3 separate regions of the Mus musculus genome follow, and all the other regions are linked to region 2. Evidence: chromatin contacts called from public HiChIP or PLAC-seq data. All regions are on one chromosome and are shown on one strand. The core of a region is the stretch at or near the end of the contact, and the rest is flanking DNA. Distances in the headings are between cores, read along the strand shown. Region 1 overlaps Rai14 (retinoic acid induced 14). Region 2 has its middle 61 kb from the start of C1qtnf3. Region 3 holds the start of 4930556M19Rik (RIKEN cDNA 4930556M19 gene).

Region 1 (3,354 bases), core at 546-3,045, 200 kb before region 2:
ATCAGGCACACTCTGGGTTTAGTGGGAAACCCTGTCTCAAAAATGAATAAATAAGGTGTAGACACTTAATGTCCTAGTCTTCACATGTGTGGGTGTGAGCATGTATGTACGTACACACACACACACACACACACACACACATACACACACACACACACACACACACGGAGGATAAAATTTTTTTAAATGTGGGGGCAGCAGTGAGGGCTCAAAGGAAGGTAAAGAATGCTTTCTGTGGGATCCAAGTTCAATTCCCAGCGCAGACATCAGGTTGCTTACAACCACACTCCAGCCCTAAGGCATCCAACTCTCTATTCACACACACACACACACACACACACACACACACACACACACACACACACATAACATTTTAAAAGAAATATTTACTCTCATTTCTGTGCATTAGGCTGGAACACTCACGGGAATACTGTCATGCCCTTCCCTCCTTCTGAGACACTGAGCGTCATCCACAAGATGAAGGGATGAGGCCTCTTAACTGCATGTACTCAGTGGGAAAAGGCAGGAGCTTAGAAAACCTATTCTAGAACAGAAATGCATTACAGGTTGAATGGTGTAATGTCCAGAATATTTATGTAGACGTGCTAAAACCTCCACATCACAATGTTATCTTACTTAGATTAAGAGGTAGATTTAAGGAAAAAAAGAAGGAAAAGAAAGCCTACATGTTATTGTAGTTTAAAATGAGGTCAATGGAATTGGCCCTAATCCAATACAACTGGCCCTAATCTAATATGTATCCTTATAAAACCTAGGAATGTGGACACATACATGCACACAGAGAGAAAATAAAGCAAAGACGAAGTCTAGAATTGGGGTAACATGGCCACAAGCCCAAGTTCCCAGTAAACACCTAGAATCCTGGAGAGGCATGCAACAGGCTCTCCCACACAGGCCTCTGCACACCAGCCCTACCACAGTTCCAGCCTCTGGACCCAAGAGACAATAAATTCCTGTTGTTTAGGCCACCCAGCTTGTAGCGCCTTGTTATGGCACCTGGCCAATTAACACAAGGTGAGATCAGGCAGCAAGCCGATTCTCTGTTTCAAAAGGGCTGACAAGACCTGGAAAGTATGCAGCCTGAGAAGAGCCTACCCAAGTCCTCTCGGGTCTCCTGTCTCCACCCAACGGTCTCTTCTCTCATACCTTTTAAAGCTACATGTCTACAAAGAGATTAGCTTGAGACTGGCCAAGGCCTGTATAGCTACAGAGTGCAGTTTTAAATACTCCCGGCGTGTGCACACGTTCATACAATGAATGACTCAGGCATCTGTAAGGACTTATTATAAATGACTAAAAACTCCTTGGGAAAAAAAAAAAAAAACACCTTGGCAGCGATGTCAGTTTTCGACCTTCATGTGAACCATTATCTCAACAGGCAACAGATTCGGATCCTGACTGAGCAGGATATGTCTGGTTCCTCAAGATTCAGGGGGTGTGGGCATTTCCTTGGCTCAAGGCTGCAGTCTCCGGGAGCTGCTACATCAAGGTATGCCATCTACTTAGTCTTTTCCAATGCAGTCCCTTTAAACTGGCTGCTCTGATTTTTCTCCACGCTATGTCCGCTGCGAGTTCCTAAGTCTAACAGAACACATACCTGGGAATAAAACTTTCACAAAAGCAAACGCACACCCACAGAGTAAGGGCTAACTCACTCGGCCACTTCTCAAGGCTTGTTCCAAAGGTCTTTCAATCCCATGTCCCATCCTCATAGCCACACCCCAAGTTGGGATGCTTGTCCGGGTTCCTCCAGCCTTACTGTGTCTACTGTCAAGGGCAAATGTTAAGATCCCACATGCTGAGCCTCGGCTCCCCCACAGCCCCAGCTTCATCATTTCCACACATGCCAATCCCCTTGGTTGAAATGCCACCTTTCCAGAGCTCCCAAAACTCTCCGACTCACAGTGTCCCAGAGCATCTGCCACCAGGCTTCCCAGCCTGAGAGTCAGTCCCCACAGCTAGCCCTGGTTTTCTGGCAGAGCCAGCTAGACTCACCTCGAAGGCCCATTTGGCATCCGTGCTCTATGTTTGCTTTGTCCTGAGTATTTGAGGCTCATGTTGACCACTCTCTTCCTCCCTAGGCTCGTCAGCTTCTTGGAGTGGGGGTTGGGGATGTGGGAGACAGATTCCCGGCATAGCCAAGGCTAGCCTTGAACTCCCCAGTCCTAGGTTTATCACAGCCAAGGCTGGCCTTCAACTCCCAGTCCTCTTGCTTCCACTTTCCTTGTGTTGGCCAGGTTTGTACCATCACACTCTTGTTTTCAGACAAAAACAAAACAAACAACCCTCCCCCCTGTAAAAAAAAAAAAACCTCTACAGTTTGCATTACTTGTGTGTCTGCCTCTCTAGTGACTTGCTCATGTGTAAGGAAGTCCCAAATGAAGTTACTACTACACACTGAAAAATAGCTTCTACTACAAAAGCACCGCCTTGGCCTCCATAGAGTATAGCATCCCAAGTATAGGTAGGAGTCTGTCTAACCACAGCCTACAGCGTCATACTGAATCCCCAGAGCTTACAAATAAGCCTGCCCTAGTCAGGGACCCAAACTGAAGCAGCTTCCAGAAAGCACCACCCTGACTGAACCTCCACCTGCACAAAGGTCCTGGAGTAGCACAGCCGCCTGAAGGCCACCCATGGAGAACTCCTTGAGGGCACCATCACCCTCCTTGCTTACTCCAGAGACTTCTCAATAGCCACAAGGTGACCTGGCTGCAGCCCTCCCACGCACAGCACAGCCTGGCTGAAACGCGATCACATTAGTGGGTCACCTGTCTTCTCTTTATGTAATCCTGAACCTGATCTGCCATCCTGGGCTCCCTACCCTTGGAAACACAATGAACTCTTTCTTCCCTTTCTGTTTCACACAAAGACAAGCAGGACCGTGGGGCGTCTGAGGCCGCAGGACACTCAGACACCACACGCACGCAAGCTTCAGTAAAGATTACAGTTGGGCTCATTTAAATGAACACCATCGTTGGTAAACCTGTTTTCTGGTCAATACGCAACCAGTGATACATATGGCAGGTACCAAATACAAGTGAAAGGCATGCTCGTAAAAGCGACCTCTCCCAGGTCCCTTCTTCAGAGGCTCCCTGCATCTTTCGTCTTTATAATCTGTAAGTTCCTTAGCAGAATAAAGAAGTACAGACCAACTAGCATCTAAGCATCAGGCCCCGGAGATGTGTGTCAGGCCTCCAATAAACAGCATGTCTACCAAGCCTCAATCCCAGTTCAGAGTCACTACCATCTCATAAACCAAAATCTCCATCCCAAGCCCCTTTCTTCAGGAAACCTAGACTTCCAACACCTCGCTGCAAAAACTGGTTCCAC
Region 2 (3,802 bases), core at 136-2,635:
AGAATCCCCACTAGGAGAAATAGCTGAGGTAAAGAAGGGTTTTTCTCCTCATAGTCAGAAGCCTAGTGGTAGGCAGCTGCTGGCATATGCTGGAGCCAGCTGCTCATGGAATCTACTTGTCACATCATAGTGGCCTAATGTCCTTGGGGCTATAGACATCTTGGCCCTTGTAGAGTAGAAAGGAGGAAAGGTGGCTAAGGACCCAGGTTTATGCAAAATGCTTCCCAGAGGTGGAAGTGGATTTCTCCTGCTGTCCATTGGCAAAGATGGTATATGTGGCTATCTCTGGCTAGTAGGCTAGGCTAGGAGGTGTTCAAGTGATTCAGGTGTTCAGGGACGTCCAGAACAAAATCTAAGTTGAGAGGAACAAAGGAGGGATCAGGAATGTGGTGTAGTAGGATCCATGTACCACTATCATCCCTGAGTTGTGACTAGGGACCAGGAATCAGACTTCTCAGGCAAAAAGCTATCATGGAGGTTGTGGGGGGCAGAATACCTCATTAAACCTGGAGACTCCCGAGTGTTGGGAGCACAAACCTTGGTTCTACACAGCCACATTTCCACTGTATAGGTGGGCTGCGACCTGGAAGTACTCTGAGGGGAAGTAATTACATGTTTGTAGGCTGGGAAGATTCTGGGTGCTGTCCATGTTGGTCGTTTGCCTTGTCATGGGGGATTTGGTGCTAACTTATAAATTATTTCTCTGCTGGTGAAATGAGCCAATTCAAACCAGATTAGATGATATTAAATGTAGGTTTATTGGGAAGCTGCTCTCGGGTGAGTTCAGTGGCCCTAAGGACTGAGGCCAGGGAAGTCACCATGGGGAGAGAGAAGGGGTGGGGGGAGGGGGAAGAGAAAGAAAGGGTGTGACACAGAGAGAGAAGGAAAGGAGAAACAGAGTGAGGAGCTGGGCTGGAAAGTTCAGGGTTGGGGGACTGAGGGACACTGGGAGAACCTGGAGGCCAGGTCTGCTTTGATATGTAAAATATGCATATATATATACAGTATGTGAGCGTGTGCATGTATGCACGTGAATGCACACGTGTATATCTACGCATGGATGTGTGCATTGAGAGCAGGTGCCCATGAACAGGGTGTTGGATCCCCTGGAGCTGGACTTTCAGGCAGTTGTGAGCTGCCTGATGTGGATGTTAGGAGCTGAGCACAGACTCCCTGCAAGAACACTATATACTCTCATTCCTGAGCCATCTCTCAAGCCCTAAGTCAGGCTTTTAAATTGCATAAAACCACATCCAAGTTACCCCGTGGGGACTTGCATCAGGCAACAGGCTGTTCTGCGAGATTTTGTCCAGCACTGTGTCTCAGAGGACTCGTTAAAAGCTGGAGTAAAGCAGGCTTTAGTCATCCTGGCTGGCTTCCAGGGCCTGCCATTCACTGCCTGTAGAGGTTATGCCGAGCTCTGAACCATTTCCTGTGGCCTCTGGGACTCCAGTCAACAGACTGAAGTCCAAAGTCTTGTCTGCTGGGCATCACTTGTTTTTCTCTTTCTGTTTGGCAAATGGCCTCTGCATTTGCCCTTTCCTGCTGCAGCCTAGCTGGAAGTCGCTTTATTAACAGTTCCTTTGTAAGTTCACGGTGGTCTATGAATGAGTCTGAAACTTCTTGGAAAAGAAACAACCGTTGCCTCCAGAACCAGCTCCCAGAGGGACACATCCTGTCAGTCTCTCCCCAGGCACGTCCCACTGTGGGTTCCAGCTCTACCTCTCCATCTAGTACCACTGAAAACACCTCCACACTCCCTGTAAAACTTTGCTGACAAGGGACCAGGACCATTTTCCTTCTGAAAGCATAGAACTTGGTGCAGAGTATCGCATGAAGGAACAGTTTCCTAGGAGGCTCTTCTAGGATAGTTAGGAGAATCCTACACTGGCATCTTCAAAGCTATTTGCTATTAGCCTACTCATGAATGAGAATTCCTGACTCACTGAAGTTGGGTTGTGAGAAATAAGCCATTAGCTGGAGAGAGGAGGCAGGGAGCAGGAGTTAGAAAGATTTGCTGTGACAGAGATGCCACCAGTGTGTGGCTCTTCACTGTCCAAAAGGGTTGGTGGTCACTCTGACTGCTTCTCCTGAGAGCACCCAGAGCCAAGCAGCCTGCTCTGGGGACTGGCTCTCCATTTGTTTTCTCTGGTTATCCCAGTTCTCATCAGCAAGATCCTTTTCTCTGGGTGGAGGCCCTACCTTACGAGAGGAGCTGGCCTGGCTTGCTGCCCCTGGGACCAGGCTTGGCTAAAAGCAACCGTGCCTGTCAAATACCTATCTGCTATCGGCACGCCCTTCCATTGCCGTGAGGAAAATGAACTGGAACAAACTTTTCAAAGTTTATAGATTTTTCTTGGGGTTCTTCAGCCTCAGCAACTCCTCTTCCAAAGAAGCCATGAAGTAAAGAAAGGTCTTAACCCTACATATTCATCTCATCCTCTCTGTAGTTTGCAAAGTTTTTTTTTTTTTAAAAAAACATTGAATATCTAGGAGTCATTGCCACGGTAGTAAGGGAAGACCAGAGACTTAGCAAGCTCAGCCAAACCCCTTTCTACTTGGAGCTCTAGGTGCAGCTGGGGCTCTTGAGACCAGTTGGTTCACTTGGAATGAGGAGATAGCTCAGACAATAAAATGCTTGTGATTTAAACTGGAGAATCTGAGTTCTGATGTTCAGCATCCACTCTAAATAAAAGCTGGACACATATGCCTGTAATCTCAGTGCTGGGGAAGCAGGGACAGGTGGCTTCCTGGAGCTCACTGGCTACTCAGTCTAGCTAAATTGCTATGCTCCAGGTTCACAGGTTCCATTGTTGGGAGCCAACTCTTAGTAGAAAATGGCTATCATCTCTGCAGCCATCTTGAGCTATTTACTTACAGGTTGGTACTTTCCCACCCTAATGAGAGACTTGTTTTCCTAGCATGATGTTTTTGCAAGCAGCCCACCACAGCTAAACACACTCTGATAACATCCTGTTTTTCTCAGACACATCCTGGACTTGTGATTAAGTGTCTCCAGCTGCACTCCCCAGCTTGTACTTACACACCCATAGTTGCCTTTCAATAAATTAGACATACTGTCTTGTCTCCATTCTTTGTGTCTCTTGCCCCTCCATCCCCACTCTCTCCCTTGCAGACCCCATTGACTGACCCTCAGGCCAGGTCACTCCATCTCAAAAAGTACAGCAAAGAGCAATAGATGCTGGATTGTCAACTGTGCTGGTGGCTGCTTTCTGCTGTGGTGGGGTAGCTGACACAAGTTTAAACTGTTTCTGGGCCAGCGGTAAGACAGAATGCCATACTGGAAGACAATGGCAGAGCTAAGCACCTCACCTCCTGGCTTCCATGAGACAGAGAGAGACAAAGAAGGTTGGATAACAAGGCACAATGATATTCTCAAGCCTGCTGTCATCAGTTATCAGTTATGAGATCATCAATAGACTAGACTGTTTATAAAGTTAGTGTCTTAATTCACTTATCTTTCAATAGCTCGTCAGCTGAGGGCAAAATCTTCAATGAATAATCCTTTTAGGGGCCATTTCATTTTCAAACTTTGTCATCTTTTAACTTTCTCATATATGGGCATTAAAAAGAGCAGTTTTTAAAAGCTACTCCTTTTTAAATTGCCAATATCCGTTCAATAAAGTTGTAAAGTCTAAATAATTACATATACACACATTGAGCAAAAGAGAATCCTTCTATAGTAGGAACTTTTTAGAACATATAGTTATATTGTAAGACTTCCGAAGCTGGGCCTCTGCTCAAGTCCCGGGATGATCTGTCCAGCACCCCAGTGATCCGA
Region 3 (3,622 bases), core at 499-2,998, 180 kb before region 2:
ATTGGCTGTCTTATAAGCCTAAGGGAGAAAAGACTCCGATAGTAAGTTATCATTAACAGTTAAAAATTAAACCCATCAGTCAAAAACAAAACAAAACGACTCGCTTTCTCACGTGTAAGCAAGGGCCCAGCACTGGTGGGACAAAGCGAAGTCCAACCTCCCTGGGATTCACAGGCTTTTTTCCAATTCCGTTCAAACCCATAGGAGATGCAAGTTCTCGCTAAAAGAGCAAACGCTAGATCCGCTAAAGGGACAAACCTTGTTCTTCTCTAGGCCAGCCTTCACAACCTTGAGATCTCATACCCCAGACAATAAGCAGTCTTCTAGTCCCAGGCAGCTCTGCTCTGCGCTATTCTTCCTAAAGCCGATAGCATTCAAATCACCAGAGTTCAGAGTGAAGGGAAGGAGCAGGTACGAAGTGAGTGGCCTTGCATCTGCATACTTGGTAACGACGTAAAGTTGAGCTGAGCTGGGCTCCTTAGAAAAGAAAGCCTGGCTTTATATAAAGCTCAGGCCTCTGTGAGGTCACCCCTGCCTCTTTAAGTCACAGTGGGCTCCATCTGCTTTAATCTCCCCATCTGTTGCCTTTCCATACTTAACCCCCCTCCACCAAAGGAAATGTGAAATCCAAAATGAAAAACTACTGGAAACTGCAGAACCTAAACTGGCGACACAAACTGGCCCAAGACAGTAGGCGAGAGTTGAAAGAAGGATGGATGCTTGCCCTCCCGGACGGGTCGCGAAGGATGCCGACCTAAGCCCAGCAGCTTGGAATGTTTCCCAACTCCAGCATCCTCCTCCCTGCCCTCCTAGGAGCTGTGGTGGGGGAAAATGACAAGGAGAGTTGGGGGTAAGGGGTAGTGGCAGGCCCAGGGTGGTCTCGCCTGCGCCCTCCAGACAGCTCACCAGCTCCCTTGAGTCCGTAAAGGAACAATAGCGGACTGTGGGTCTCCAGAGCCACCGGGCGTCTCTCGCTCCCACCTCCCGTCTCCGGCTTTTCCAAGTTCAGTCAAGAGGTGGGTCGAGCCAGGGAGCAAGGACTGGGGCACCGGACCCGGGGCAGGGCACGAAAGTGGGACGGGCTGCCCCGGGGGCGCAGCCACAGCGTCCTCTCGGGTCCGGTCATTCATTCCCACCCGCGCTCCCTCCGCAGACACCCCGCGCCACTGTCCCGCACCAGACCGCCAGAGGAGGCGAACCCCCTTTCCAAACTAGGTCGCACCTCTCTCTCTTTCTGCCAGATCCCCACTATCCTCCCGTTCCTCCACCCCACCCCCCCTTCCAACTGTCTTCCGTGGTCAGTGAGCGGCCAAAGCTCTGTCCAGACCAAAACTCCCGCCCGCTCCTCTCGGCGCCCGGAGCTCTGCGCAGCCCCAGACACAAAGGCGGGGACCGAGTCCAGAGCCCGCACCCCAGCCTCGCCGCCGCCACTCACCCCATCCAAGCGGCGGCCTCAGCTCCTGGCCCCGCTGGCCGTCCCGCCCGCCGCTTCCCCAGGAAAGTGCGGCTGCCGGGCTCGCTTCCTGCTCGGCTTCCTGCGCTGGGTCCCTCCTCCTCCTCCTCCTCCTCCTCCTCCTCCTTCTCCTCCTCCTCCCGACGCGGGGTCAGTGGGCGCTCAGCTCCGGGGCTCCGCCGGCAGGGCGGGGGCAACGGCAGCACCACCACGTGGCCGCCGGGCGCCGGCCCCCGACCTGGATCCCGTGGGCTCCAGGAGGGAGTTGCTAGCCACTCCCACTCCGCGCGGCCCCAAATTCCGGGAGTCAGGTGACCTGGCCCCGGAGCTGCTCCCTGGACCTGCGGGAGGTGCTCTGCGACCGCCCACGCCCCGGCCCGCGGCGCGTCCCGGACGTCCACGCTTGCGTTTCTGCGGATCGTGGGAATCCTTCTGCGTGGGTCTGTCTCACACCTTAACTTGAAGTTAGTGAGATCCGCGGTATGCGGGTTCCACCGCTGGGGTAGGATAAGGGCTCGGAAAAAGTACTTGTTTCTGGTCAGTTTCCAAAGTTATCTGTAGTCTTAGGAAAAGCCGAGTCACCGACCCAAGCCCCCTCTGAACCAGACTGAGATCGGTTCCATTTCCAGTGTGAACGAAAAGAAAGTAAACCAGAATGTACTTACATTTTCTGGGCTAAACCAGTTGGTTGGAGCGACTGTTTCCTAACACTCCTCAGGTGTAAGACAAAACTTAGTTGTGTTCTGCTCAGGGCTTGGGAGACTATCTACAGCCTGGACTGGCCGGCTAGATAGGGGCAGGAGCGCCCTCAGCGGGGTGTCTTGAGTTTGGAAGTCCTGAGATCCGGTAAAGCTTCCCTCCCCCAGACCACCAGGACCGGACCTCTGAACCGAATCGACCCTTCCATTAATTCTGAGGGTTTGAAATCTCACTATTATTCCCCTAATTTAAGCAGGGATTTTAGTCCCACTAGCCAGCTAGATCGTAAAAAGTTTGACTCACCAAAGCTCCATGGGACTCCTGGTTGGTGTTGTGTCTTTCGCACAGAAAGGTTTCTAGAGTAAGCAGATCCTAGCTATTTTTGCTAGGATCGCCTGTAAGTCCACTGAAGTAAGGAGGAAAAACAACCAGTTCCAACAGAAGTGAGAGTCACCCTAACAGCAATCAGTGTACAGTATCTTGACTTTGTGTGTTACCATCGGATCGGGTGGTTTGTTTTTTTTTGTTTGTTTGTTTTTTTTTACCCCACCCCTTCACTCCTTTCCCTAAGAGAACACCTTGCCTTAGCTTTCACAAGCGAACTTGCCAACTAGAAAACAAAAGCTTCATCTTTAGCTCAATAGTCTTTACTTCCTAAGTACCATACATCAAAAAGAATCCCTGGGGGGGGGGGGCGGGGCAGGGGAGTGGGAGTGGGGAGCCAATTCAAAGCAAGATACACACTTTTACACATGTGATGTGGAACTAAAAACCACACTAAAAGAAACAATTGACAGCACCCTGTGTAGTGTGGGCCATTTCTTCTAACCGGGTTTTGATCTTGGGTTCTTTAATCAGTTACCAACAGAGTATTTAAGTACCTTCTACCGATCCTCCAGCTGGAGGAAAGGTAACCACCTGTGGATCTGCTTTTTGTTGAATCAGAGGCAGCTGGGAGGGTGGTACAGCCTGTCAAAGGCTCCTTTGGAAATGCCAGTGTGTGCATATTGTTTAGGAAACCGACGACAAACTGTAGTTAAACTATTCAACAAGTGTCTCTCTAACCAGCCTTTCATCACCCAAGTCTTCGCCTCTGCTTATCTTTCCTGGTCACCTGAAAAGACCCCTTTCTCACGCTGCCCTGTTCCCATAGGTGCCTTGTGTGCTACCCTCATTAGTTTATAACTCAGCCCCCATCAGCAAGTTTGATGTGTGTGAGGCACTGTGTGGAGGGGAGACTGTGCCAAAACCGTTTGCAGATTCAATCTTTTCAAACTCAAAATTAACACCCAGTGTACTCTAGAGTCTTCAACCTTCCTTAGACAACCCTCAAAATGCTTCCTCCTGCACAGAAATCGGTTTGGGGTTAAGTAACGTCTTCTCATTGTTTTGTTTTTGTTTTGCCCAGGAGTTTTAGAAATGCTAACCGAGCTCAGGTTTTGAACATGTCTGGGACTGTGAATTGGCTGC

The links. HiChIP or PLAC-seq counts read pairs in DNA pulled down with a chosen protein or histone mark.
Region 1: an HNF4G HiChIP or PLAC-seq map of pancreatic cancer cells shows a contact between it and region 2. The contact joins two enhancer-like sites. A contact is called at or near these places in 1 of 15 datasets of contacts at CTCF or cohesin (the NIH/3T3 cell line), 1 of 484 Hi-C or Micro-C datasets (bone marrow-derived macrophages) and 2 of 115 datasets of contacts at active chromatin or transcription factors (embryonic stem cells and pancreatic cancer cells).
Region 3: a contact with region 2 is called in an H3K4me3 HiChIP or PLAC-seq map of bone marrow-derived macrophages, with 4 times the contacts expected there. The contact joins the promoter of 4930556M19Rik here to the enhancer-like site in region 2. A contact is called at or near these places in 8 of 39 promoter capture datasets (the 3T3-L1 cell line, 3T3-L1-derived adipocytes, cranial neural crest and 3 more), 2 of 15 datasets of contacts at CTCF or cohesin (both in the NIH/3T3 cell line), 19 of 484 Hi-C or Micro-C datasets (the AML12 cell line, the C2C12 cell line, bone marrow-derived macrophages and 6 more), 18 of 115 datasets of contacts at active chromatin or transcription factors (the NIH/3T3 cell line, bone marrow-derived macrophages, cardiomyocytes and 12 more) and 2 of 9 other capture datasets (adipose tissue and macrophages).

What each region holds. Positions count from the first base shown.
Region 1 is chr15:10,684,831-10,688,184 of GRCm38.p6, forward strand. The region is part of intron 2 of Rai14 (retinoic acid induced 14); the gene reads right to left. Among named protein-coding and RNA genes, the nearest start is that of Gm52214, 23 kb to the right of the region's middle. Within about 2 kb of position 1,796, at least 51 of the 459 cell types and tissues checked have an H3K27ac peak or open chromatin away from gene starts, as enhancers often do. A contact at or near this core is called in pancreatic cancer cells, where this site is marked.
Region 2 is chr15:10,889,091-10,892,892 of GRCm38.p6, forward strand. No RefSeq gene overlaps it. Among named protein-coding and RNA genes, the nearest start is that of C1qtnf3, 61 kb to the right of the region's middle. Within about 2 kb of position 1,386, at least 127 of the 459 cell types and tissues checked have an H3K27ac peak or open chromatin away from gene starts, as enhancers often do. A contact at or near this core is called in the AML12 cell line, the C2C12 cell line, the NIH/3T3 cell line and 11 more, where this site is marked.
Region 3 is chr15:10,713,088-10,716,709 of GRCm38.p6, forward strand. It overlaps 4930556M19Rik (RIKEN cDNA 4930556M19 gene), which reads left to right and starts at 1,749. Exons shown (of 7, transcript NR_045063.1): 1 at 1,749-1,893; 2 at 3,561-3,622. It overlaps Rai14 (retinoic acid induced 14), which reads right to left and starts at 1,544. Exons shown (of 18, transcript NM_001166408.1): 1 at 1,436-1,544.